Regions from separate parts of the Sus scrofa genome. Here region 1 is linked to region 2. The links are chromatin contacts, called in public HiChIP or PLAC-seq maps. All regions are on one chromosome and are shown on one strand. Each heading gives the region's core, a stretch centred on a gene start, on an enhancer-like site or on the middle of the called end of the contact. The rest is flanking DNA. Distances are from core to core; before and after follow the strand shown. Region 1 holds the start of SNX20 (sorting nexin-20). Region 2 has its middle 70 kb from the start of CYLD.

What was found. HiChIP or PLAC-seq counts read pairs in DNA pulled down with a chosen protein or histone mark.
Region 1: an H3K27ac HiChIP or PLAC-seq map of alveolar macrophages shows a contact between it and region 2. The contact joins the promoter of SNX20 here to the enhancer-like site in region 2. A contact is called at or near these places in 2 of 5 promoter capture datasets (fetal liver and liver), 20 of 47 Hi-C or Micro-C datasets (alveolar macrophages, blood, brain and 13 more) and 2 of 2 datasets of contacts at active chromatin or transcription factors (alveolar macrophages and skeletal muscle).

What each region holds. Positions count from the first base shown.
Region 1 is chr6:34,174,211-34,180,053 of Sscrofa11.1, forward strand. It overlaps SNX20 (sorting nexin-20), which reads left to right and starts at 2,543. Exons shown (of 5, transcript XM_021094194.1): 1 at 2,543-2,779; 2 at 5,167-5,274.
Region 2 is chr6:34,049,025-34,055,070 of Sscrofa11.1, forward strand. No RefSeq gene overlaps it. Among named protein-coding and RNA genes, the nearest start is that of CYLD, 70 kb to the right of the region's middle. Within about 2 kb of position 2,612, at least 20 of the 83 cell types and tissues checked have an H3K27ac peak or open chromatin away from gene starts, as enhancers often do. A contact at or near this core is called in alveolar macrophages, brain and fetal liver, where this site is marked.

The DNA of each region.
Region 1 (5,843 bases), core at 1,293-3,792, 130 kb after region 2:
CCCACACCCAAGCTGGGAGCAAATTCATCAACTTGACCTTCAAAATATATCCATAACATGACCATTTCTTATTGACTCCACCATTCCTACCTGAGTCCAAATCACGTCATCTCTCACCTACGTTATGCTAAGAGCTCCCAGCCAACCCTACTTTTCCAACTAGCGTCTCTTCCACCCCAGCCTCGCCCTGACCTGGTCTCCTTCTCCAAGCAGCCACCAGTGTCCAAAGCTGTCCACAAACAGGCCCAAACGAATGAACATGTGATGCACCAGCATCCTTGGAGCTCTTGGTCCTACCGCCTCTGTGCTTTGCTCACTCTGGGCTCCAGTAGGAGACAATAGGTTGAAAAGCATAGACTTCAAACTCAAGTGAGCCTGGATTTGAATCCCAGCTCTCGATGCCTTTGGGCCAGTTATTTAACCTTGACCTCAGTTTCCCTGACAGCTAAGAGGTTGATGACAATCCACTTAGATCTTGTCATGAGGAATACATATAAAGAATTTGGCACCTAGGAAGTACTAAACACTCTATAATAGGGATTTTATTTATTTATTTAGGTTTTTAGGGCCGCACCTGCGGCAGAGGGAAGTTCCCAGGCTTGGGGTCCAATCAGAGCTGCAGCTGCTGGCCTACACCACAGCCACAGCCACGCCAGATCCGAGCCACATCTGCGACCTGCATCACAGCTCACAGCAACGCCAGATCCTTAAGCCACTGAGCGAGGCCAGGGATCGAACCCACATCCTCATGGATACTAGTTGGCTTTGTTACCTCTGAGCCACTATGGGACCTCTCAGGAATGTTATTTACTGGGCACAGTAATATTCCAGGCACGGCACTCCCATCCATCACATAATCCTTACAACATCTTTATGGAATAGGTACCACTCTTTCTCCCCACTTTTTTTTTTTTTTTGTCTTTTTGCCATTTCTTGGGCCACTCCCACGTCATATGGAGGTTCCCAGGCCAGGGATCTAATTGGAGCTGTAGCCACCGGCCTACGCCAGACCCAAGCAACGCAGGATCCGAGCCGCATCTGCAACCTACACCACAGCTCACGGCAACACCAGATCCTTAACCCACTGAGCAAAAGAAAAACAGTTCCTCAATCCTCCATCATCACCCTTCTTTTTGGGTTAGAAAAAGCATCCCCTTTACCTGCCTGGACATAGGAGCCAGCTTGGAAAAGCAGAGAGGGCTGGATTTCAGCCTCACTCCTGCCCTCTGGAGGTGCTCTGTGCTTCAGACGGTATACAGTGATGGCCCTCAACTCCCACCAAACTCGTCGAAGCTGTTACCTAAACGAACCGATCTCCCAGAAACAAGATGTTTATGTTCGCTGATAATGAAAATTAGATTTTCTTCACATATTAGCACATGCATCTCCATGGATCCTTACACACATCAGAAGGACTGACAGTCCTGAGCTTGTGTGAAGCCCAGGAGGGGCTGAGGTGTTTCCGCACCCCGGTTCCCCCGCTATGTTTCAGCAGATCCACAGCAGTGCCCTGCACCACACTCTATCTGTGACCTTGATATTAAAACTCTGCAGCATTAAGAACTTTTGAGATTTAAAAAAAATTTTAACATTATTATTATTGCTTTTTTTAGGGCTATACTTGCAGCATATGGAAGTTCCTAAGCTAGGGGTCGAGCTGCAGCTGTTGGCCTACACCACAGCTCACGACAACGCCAGATCCTTAACCCACTGGGCAAGGCCAGGAATCAGATCTGCATCCTCATGGGCACTAGTTGGGTTCTTAACCCGATGAGCCACAACAGGTACTCCCGAGATTTTTTTAAAGGCTGTGGAAAAACAAGATTGCCATGACCAAATTTTATTTTGCATTTATTATTATTATTATTTGTCTTTTTGCCTTTGGTAGGGCCACTCCCGTGGCACATGGAGGTTCCCAGCCTAGGGGTCTATTTGGAGCTGTAGCCGCTGGCCTACGACACAGCCACAGCAACGTGGGATCCGAGCCGAGTCTGCGACCTACACCACAGCTCACAGCAACACCGGATCCTTCACCCCCTGAGCGAGGCCAGGGATTGAACCCCCAACTTCATGGTTCCTAGTTGGATACTTTAACCACTGCGCCAGGACGGGAACTCCTTTGACAAAATTTTAAATTACCTATAAACAAACACTTTACCGGTTTGAGTTTTCTTTACCAGACATGTGGTCGACCATTTCTTGTTGAATTTCTCAACAGAGGTGTGTTGGTCTTGGAGTCCTAAGCTTGCCAGACACGGGGAACTGCAGTGAGGAGTTGTTTACAGTATTCAGTCATTTGCCCAATGTGGAATGCTTTGGTGCTGGGAGGATCTTTAATTTAATCTCATGTTGCACTGGGAGAAACTGACATTCAGAGAGCCAAGTGCCCTGCCCGGGTCACACAGTGAACCTCAGCCCCATCTCCATGGTTCTGCCTTCGCCCACTCATTCATTCATTCACAGTTACTGAGCAACCACTAGGTGGCAGGCACTGCGGTGGATCCTGGGGACAGAACCCTGATACCAAGTCCCACCGCAGACAAGGCATTTGAGACACGCACTCAACAAGTAAACACATGAGCGAAACAGTGATGCGTGCAGGCAGAGGGGTCAGGGAAGGCGGTGCAAAGGAGAGGCAGTGAAGCCGAACCCTGGGCATGAGAGCCAGCCGGTCGTGGAGGCAACTGAGCGCAGGGCATGGCCGGCTGAAGGCATGGCCAGGGCAGAGGCCGTGCCGCGTGTTTGAGGAACAGGAAGCGGTGCAGCTGGCCGGTGCATGGTAAGTGATGCTGACAGGCTGTGCAAAGAGGTCAGGAAGGGGGCAGGCTGCAGCTCACTGAGGCCTCAGCAGGGGTCTGAGTTTACCCAGAATGCAGTGAGAGGCCATCCAGTGGTCAAAGGGGTGTGAATTCTAAGAGAGACAACTAGATTCTGAAGTGCCAGCACTTCCTTTCCTAAGTCCCCGGGGTCCCTCCGTGTCCCCTTCTCACCTTCTGGCTTCAGCACTGCAGAGGGGGGAGGGGAACGACACCCACTCCCGCCCTCCCCCGTAGCCCGTGACACGCCTGTTCTTACATGGAGAGCTTTTCCGCTGCATAGAGAACCCTGTCCTGCAGAGAAAAGCCCACACCTGGCAGGTGGCCAAGGGTGGCGACTCCAGGTCCCTTTGGACCAGCTAGGTCCTTCCCATGCAGACCAGACACTCCTGCGCATCTGGGGGGTTTCCAGAGCATCTCCTGCCCCCAGAAGAGGAAGCAGTGGCTTCTACACACTCCTCCCCGTGGTTGCAGGCTGCAGGAAGGGCTGAGCCTGCCTTGGCATCTCGCAGACTCCAGGCTCAGGCTGGGGGTGAGAGAGAAAACTGGAACCTGGAACATAGCAGGACCGGACTCAGAGAGGAGGGGAGCCGGGGTTCCAGCCTGGCTCTGTGCAGAGCCCTCAACGCCATACCACACCAGGCGTTCTGTGTGAATGAGAAATGGCCCCAGCGCTCAAGCCAGCAAACCACAGATACACTATTAATGATGCTCCCCCTGAGTTACACGACTGCATCCCTGACACAGGTGGATGAATATCAGATTCTGCATTGCGCTGCAGGGCTGGGGCATTTGATGGCCATTTCAGTAAAACAAGGCTAGTAGGTGAACATGCCATGGAAAAATCATTCAACCTCATCAACCTCATCCCTTACACCATACCCCCAAAATCCCCTTCGTCTAAGTGCATTACAGAGCCCCGAATGAGAAAGGCAAACTAGAAAGCTTTGTAGAACCACAGGAATTGTCTGCATTTGCACAGTGCTTACTAGGTACCAGCATCATCCGAAGGGCCTTGTGCATCCTAACTCATCTTAAGCCTCACGATGGCCTGTGAAGCTGTTGCGGAAAGAACCATAAAGCACAATAAAGGAGAGAGGCCCACCGTCTCTCAGGTATGACACCCGCAGTGAAAGCAAAGACTAATACCGTTGAAAGCTTTATTTATCAAAAGATCCCCCTCCCCCGACCGGAGTACAAATGCATACCATAGGATGGGGAAAGAAATTGAAAGCATATCTATGCAAATAATCCATAAGGAAAATAAACAAACTGTGAAGAAAATAATCCAATAAAAAAAAAATGAGCAAATGGGAGTTCCCTGGTAGCATAGTGGATTAAGGACCTGGCATTGTCACTGCAGCAGCACCGTTGCTGCTGTGGTGCAGGTTCAATCCCTGGCCCGGGACCTTCCCCATGCTGCAGAGGTCTGTTAGTAGGAAATAAATTACAAAGGAAACAAGGAATGAGCCCCTATCAGAAGCAGGGCTAGGGAGGGGAGGGCTCATAGCTGGGGAGAGACATATGGTGGGCTTGTTGGGGGAGCTGGAGAGGTTTTATTTTTTTAAATTTTTATTAAAATTCCCTCTGCATACCTGCAGCATACGGAAGTTTCCAGGCTAGGGGTTGAACTGGAGCTGTGGCTGCTGGCCTACACCACAGTCACAGTGACGCAGAATCTGAGCCTTGCCTGCAACCTATACCACAGCTCACGGCAACACTGCATCCTTAACCCACTGAGTGAGGCCAGCAAACGCACATCCTCATGGATACTAGTCGGATTCTTTTCTGCTGCACCACAACAGGAACTTGGAAGTTTTATTTTTTGTCTTGTCCCAGCCTACTGACCTCTGGGCCACAAGCTGTGGCAGTGGCCACATATCACAGAACTGCCCAGAGGTCTGGCTTCCTTGGTACTTTCTGTCGGGGCGTGTGGGATGCAACTTCCCCCAGAGAAAGGCACCATATGGAACTATGAGTCTGTCCCACTTTCCCTCCTCCAGGGGCACAGGCTCTGCATCCCACCAGCTCGCTGCTCCAAGCCTCAGTTTCCCCATCCGTCAGTGGAGCCACATGGCTCTGGCTATGCCCAGCTCGCTCAGGTAGGATAATGAACATTAAAGGGCTTTGGGAGCTAAAGTCTGAGAATGCCAGAGGTTGTCAAGGTTACTGAGGGTCCGCCAGGTGGCTGCAAGGCTTTGGGTGCAGAGGTTCCGGCCAGCCCCCGCCCCTGCCAAGTCCCGCCCAGCCTCACGCTATCTGTCCGTTGAGTTCACTGCCGTCTGTCATCAGCCAATGGGCTGAGGCGACCAGGCGCCGGTGGAGCAGCCTATTTCCTGTTTTCATTCAGGGGAGCTTAGCAAAGTTCCTGCTCCCAGAGCTTGGAACAGAGACCTGAAGAGGCCGGGTGACACCCCTCCCAGACCCCTGGACGCGCACAGGACCAGACAGGCCTCAGGTGAGTGTTTGATCCCAAGCTCGGGGGGGGGCCTCTGTCCACCTGTGGCCTGAGCCCCCTCCGCCCCCTCCTCCTGTGACCCTCCCTCAGTACCTCTGGGAGTGGGGGGGCAGTGGGAGGCAAAAGGGTTGGTGACAGCCTCTGTACGTGCCCCCTCCCCCAGCTCATTGGGGCAGAGCAGGGAGCAAGTAGCTTCCTGACCCTCCATTGCCTCAATTCCTCTTGAAGTTCCAGAAGCTTCTCTAACCCCTCTTAAGCTTGAGGAATAATTCACCACACCTGGGTTTCTCAAAAAGTGGGGCCAGGGGAGCCCTGTATCAGCATAGCCCGCAGGATGTGCGGAAAATGCAGAATCCGGGGCTCTCCCCAGGACCTGTTAGATGGGACTCGCTGATGCTGGGAGCAGGAAGTCTGCTTTTGACAAGCCCTCGGCACCCAGCCCCCACCCCCAGGGAGGCTCTGATGCACCCATATTGGGGAGCGTGCCCTTCCAACGGCCAGGATCTTCCGTCTCCCAGGTCAGATCAGAATGCCTTACTCTGCTGGTGTCTCACCCCTGCTGGAAAGTT
Region 2 (6,046 bases), core at 1,362-3,861:
GCAGCCCTGGATCCTCTCACCAGCCTGCCCACACCTTGGAGGGGGTGAGATCTCGGCTGCTCTTCCCATCTTTCCAGCTGCAATCCTCTCCCTCCTGGGGCGGCGGTAGCATCGGGGGCGGGGGGGGGGTGTCATAAAACACCCTCCGATGTCTGCAGCCCCTCCAGCCTCCCTTCCCTCTCACAGAAGCAGTCTCTGCCCCCCACAACTGCCAGGAGAGACCTTCCACACCAGCGGCAATGCACCTGTCTTGGTCGTGCTCAGTGACCTCCACAACTACTGCCCAGGCTCCCAAACACCCCGGCCCAGCACTGGACTCACAGCTCACAGACTTTCCCCCCCATGATCGCCTTCTGTCAAATGGCCCCTGCCCAGCCACCCTCCCTACACATCCCATCACCCGTCACAAGGGTTGCAGTTTGGATAATGCCAACAAAGGGGACAAAAAAAGAAAACAAAAACATCAAATTGCAGTCGCGTTGATCTATGCAGTCAGTGTACTCACTGCCAACGAACTTCAGTGCCCTCAGACCAACCTCTGTACAAACAAATTCAGACCTACTATGAGACGTGTTCTTATAATCCACTTTTGTCACCTAATACATTGCGGACCTTGGCTCCTGACATTTAAGATAGGATGTTCTCAGAGTTCCCACTGTGCCGCAACGTCAATGGATCTGACTAGCATCCATGAGGATGCGGGTTCGATCCCTGGCCTCGCTCAGTGGGTCAGGGATCTGGCGTTGCCGTGAGCTGTGGTGTAGGTCAGAGACATGGCTCGTATCCCACGTTGCGGGGGCTGTGGTGTAGGTTGGCAGCTGCTGCTCCCATTCGACCCCTAACCTGGGAACCTCCCTATGCTGCAGGTGTGGTGCTAAAAAGCAAAAGGAAAGAAGGAGAGAAACGATGTTGTCAAAGCATCTCTGACAGCTGCCTGCCAAGCTAGCCAGAGTCTGGCTCCACCAGAAAGTGATCCAAGACCTGCCTGTGTAAGTTTCTCAAGTTTGGTCACATTGTGAACAACGCTGCCTGTGGTCTTATCACTGATCTCGGGCATGATCCTTGGAAAAATGTCCTTGGAAAAATGTCCTGGCAGTAGAATCTCCAGGTAGAAGAAAAACATTAAGGGTTTTGAAAAATAAGCACACAGGAATTGACTCCCGTGACTCACAACCTGTGTGTAACTGTTGCGGCGGGTCAGGGGGCAGAGGAAGAACAAAACACGAAAAATCTGGGGTGGGAGGAGGGGTCATGTACCAGACCCAGACACCCTCAGAAGTGAACATGGGGGAGTTCCCGTCATGGCTCAGTGGTTAACAAATCTGACTAGGAACCATGAGGTTGAGGGTTCGATCCCTGGCCTTGCTCAGTGGGTTAAGGATCCGGCGTTGCTGTGAGCTGTGGTGTAGGTTGCAGATGGGGCTCGGATCCTGCGTTGCTGTGGCTCTGGCGTAGGCTGGTGGCTACAGGTCTGATTCGACCCCTAGCCTGGGAACGTCCATATGCCGCAGGAGCGGCTCAAGAAAAGGCAAAAAGACCAAAAAAAAGACAAAAAAAAAAAAAAAAAGAAGAAGTGAACATGGGGACGGGACTTAGAAAGCAGGGGGGGCTTCTGGGTGTCAAAGCACAGCAGAGACTACAGCCCAGTCCCCCCTACATTAAGGGATGGAGATACAGGTGCAGAGAGGGGCCACCAGGAAGGTGGCGACCTCCAGTTCTGCAAAACGAGCCCCGTGCTTTCTGCAAAACGAGCCCTGGGAGGTGGAGGGGGGTGGGGGCAGAACCGGCTGAGAGGGCAGCCTGGGTGTGGACCAGCCATTTCCCACCTGCCAAGTGGAGTGGAGAGACAGGGAAGTGTAACATCCAGCAGCAGTGATCAGCATGGGCACCTGTGCCAGGCGCTGCTCCTGGGCTTAGGGTCCGTGGTCACTTACCCCACACCACTAAAGGGAGTGAAGGGGGCAGCTATGGCTTGGTAAATGATTCCTTTTCCCACTTGCACAAAACGGAGTTTTTGCAAGCCTTAACCCACATGCAAATGCTTTCTGCCTTTTGCTGACAAAGTCTTTTCCGCAGTGGCAGGGTCTAGGGTCATGGTTCTTAAACACATACGAGTGTGTACAGGAGTCACTGGGTGGGGGGGGGAGGTGTTCAAAGTGCAGAATCCAGGGCCCCGAGCTCAGAGCGTGATGCTGTGGTTTTGTGTGGGGCCGCTGAGCCTTAATTCTTAAGGACCTCGATGACTCAAATGCAGCTTGTCTGCAGATCACGCTTTAGGAAACTCTGATGAGAATGTGGTCGATTTTTGCAGTGAGACCCCAACAACATTCGCTAAAGTTAGTCCAGTAGATACTAGGCGCACACTGGCAGTCTTTTCCCACACCCCATTTCCCCAGAGGAGGATGTTTCTAATGAAGGGAGAAATGTGCACCGATTGAGGGGCTTGACATCAGGATCCCATTATTTACCTACTTTCTTCCCATAAAGCTAAGGATTTGTATGTACTTCATTTCTCTGCAGAGTCCCGAGAAAAGCCCTCATACCGGATCTTACAGCCTTCGCCCAGCAGATGGCACTCACTCATTTTTAAATGCCATTTATAAAAAAGAGGCCGAAAGCTCAAGATAGATGGAGAGACAGAGAGGGGGCAAGACAGAAACAGAGAGAGGACAGTCACCAGCAGAAACGTCCAACAACAATCAGCTGTCCTGAAGTGACACAGAGGAAGCTTAAAACCCTCCTGGATGGAATTGGTAATCTGGTGTGCGGCTTTGACCAATCGCCACCGTTCTATTCAGAAATCACCTGCTGCTTTCCAAACCTGGGCTCTGGCTGCAGAGCTATCTGGGTGCTCAGATCTAGGACACGGTCATAACCTATTATGGCCACAAGATGGCAGTGCCGCGCCAGGAGGACAAGGCACAGGAACATTCAAATCTTAAAAAGCCATCTAAAGACTTGAGAATGTGTCCTGAAAATACGATCCTGGTGGGAGAAGAGAGGGGGAAAGAGACGTGTGGGTTAGATTTGTACTTTGTCTCTTAAGTGCACGATTCTGCTGCTACCACTACAGCTGCTGCTCCTAGTGGCTGCCCTTTACGGCGGGGTTACTGGGTACCAGGCTGTGAGAAGCACTTGACACGCATGCGTGGTTTCACTTCCCTGTCATAAAGCCTTCGGAGGGACGTTCCGCGATGTCTCCACTTCTGAGAGGAAGCATTATGTGGGGAAGCAGAGGCTGGGACCTCGTGTCTTTTCTCAGAAGACGTGGGGACAGAGATCCAATTCTGGCCACATCCACAATAGTGAATGGGGAGGATTCTTATGCGCAAAAGGCTGGGGTTCCTTCTTTGCGCAAAGAGTTGAGCACCTACTTGGGCCAGGCTTTATTCAAGGGGCTAAGGAAAGAGCCCTGAAGAACTAGTGAAGAGTCCCTGCTTCTCGTAGCGTCGGCAATAAACCACTAGGGCCCTGGGAGATGCCCTGGAGAAGGTAAAGGGCCAAAAAGTGCCCGGGGGCGCATTTAACGCCGTGGTGAGCTGAAGCAAATGCCGCCAGCTCCCAGCAGCAACCGTTCCATTTTCAGGAATGTTATGAGTCATTATGGAAGTTTAATCATATAAGCTTATGGATAAGCAATGAGACCCCACTGTACAGCACAGGAAACTCTAGCCAGTCTCTTGGGAGAGACCATGATGAAAGATCATATAAGAAAGGGAATGTATATAAATTCCCGCTGGTCAGATTCGTTTCCGCTGAGCCACCGCGGGAACTCCCGGGAAATGCGATATACCCTTGTGCCAATCCTACCTGCCTCTCTTCCTGGTGCCACCTTCAGGGGTGTCACACTGGCAGCTTGCCATCGGCCATGGAGAGCGTATTTACCTCTCAAAACTGGCAAATGCTACAGACAGATCAGGGCTTCCCCCCACCCCGCATCCCCCTGCCCAGAGAGTTTGCTATTTAACATTGACCAGCACGCCACTGGCTAATGTGGTCTGAGAGGGCCTCTCAGGGGAGGTGACCTCTGCCCGGGAATCTGAAATGCATTTAGTCCTTCTATCCTGCTGCCGCCTAGCCCGTGCCAGCCATCAGGGGTAACGCACAGGCGACAGCATGGAAATAGACTGCACAACAGAGTCTGAAGTTCAAAGATGGCCAGAAAGGGTAAAACACACACTTGTTTCAAATACGTAGATTCCAAAACCATAACCCCACCAGGGCACACCTCACAGAGCAGGCTTGCCTGTCCTCAGCCGTTTAGGATGCACAGGTAAGAAGCTACACGTCGTGGCCCAAGACCTGATCTCATGAATCCTGCAACCTGGTGAGACCCTGCTTGCCATCAAATGGAACGTGCAAGATTTGACCTTGGAGGTCACATTCAAGCTTCTCACAAAGTGGGGTGGGATGGCAGAGGGGGACTCAGGAGGCCTCTCAGGGAAAGTCACTTTCTTTTTTTCTTTCTTTTTTTAATGGCTGTACCTGTGGTACAAGGGAGGTTCCAAGCTAGGGGGTCGAATCAGAGCCACATCTGCACCCTACGCCACAGCCAAGCAAAGCCAGATCCTGTACACCAGAACCCACTGAGCAAGGCCAGGGATTGAACCCCTGTCCTCACAAACACTATGTCAGGTTCTTAATCCACTGAACCCCAGTGGGAACTCCTGGGGAAGTCAGTTTCGATCCAGCTCTTCAGACCTGAATTCAGCCTCAAAATGTTTTGGAAACAACAGGCTTTAAAACAGACTTGGAGTTTCCATTGTGGCTCAGCGGGTTACAAACCCGACTAGTATCCGTGAGGACACAGGTTGGATTCCTGGCCTCACTTAATGGGTTAAGGATCGGGCATTGCCATGAGCTGCAGTGTAGGTCACAGACGTGTCTCAGATCTGACATTGTTGTGGCTGTGGTGTAGGCTGGTGGCTACAGCTCCGATTTGACCCCTAGCCTGGAAACCTCCATATGCCATGGACATGGCCCTAAAAAAAAGGCAAAAAAAAGTAAAATAATTAGGGAGTGATGAGCTTTTAAATATGATTAATTTAATAACATTTAAATACAACTTATTTAATGGTAAGGTTACATGATTTTTAAAATTAAAGTTGTCTAAAACATTGTGCCAATTTCTGCTGTATAGCAATGTGGCTGTGGTGTAGACCAGCAGCTATAGCTCCAGTTGGACCCCTAGCCTAGGAATTTCCATATGCTGCGGGTGTGGCCCTAAAAAGCAAAAAATTTAAATCAATCAATCAACCCATCAATCAGACTTGGGTGTTATTTCTAAGGGGACGGTTTGATGCCTAAAATTGAAGGGTTTCCATAAACGCCTAGAAAAGTGGTAAGGTCAGAGGGAAGGACACAGCTTCCAAATTCCAGTGGCGCTTTTGAGATGGAGGTCACTGCTGGGTGGATTACTCTACTGCTATCATGACATCCGGTTCAGTCTTCACTCAACTATTACCTGAGACCTCCACCTACTCCCCCTTTCCACAAAAGTCAGCCCGGACCCAGAGCCCACCACGTGGGCCACGCACACAGACCCGACCATTTGCAGGTCCGTGTGGAGGCTGCTCCCTCCTCCAAAAAAAACTGGTCCCTTCCCGAGACCTCTTCTGCCTCATCAGTGGGGTTTTGCTTTTGTTCGTGACACCTACGTGTATACACACCTTGGATTCGTTCCTGGACAGAACTGCATCTTCCTTACGCCCCTTGAAGACTATCTCTGCTCCAGCCCTCTTCAGAAGTAGGCAAGTCCAGCCGGTTTCCAAACCCTTTCTTCGGCATCCAGAACCTGGACCCAGTAGATTTCCCAGGCTCGTCCTCAAGAGTTTGGACCGGGAGCTTTATCACGTCGGGCTTCGCCTTCGGCGCTTGTCCAAGTCCATCATCTCTTTATCAGAGCAGACAGTCCACCAGCAAACGACGCATGGATACGGTTTCCCTTGGAAAACGCCATTCCTCCCGAGAGGCGCCCCCAGTCCGGGCTGCGTGTTGGACGAATGCAAAGAGCCGGCCAAGGTCCCGGGTGTCTGGCTGCATCTGA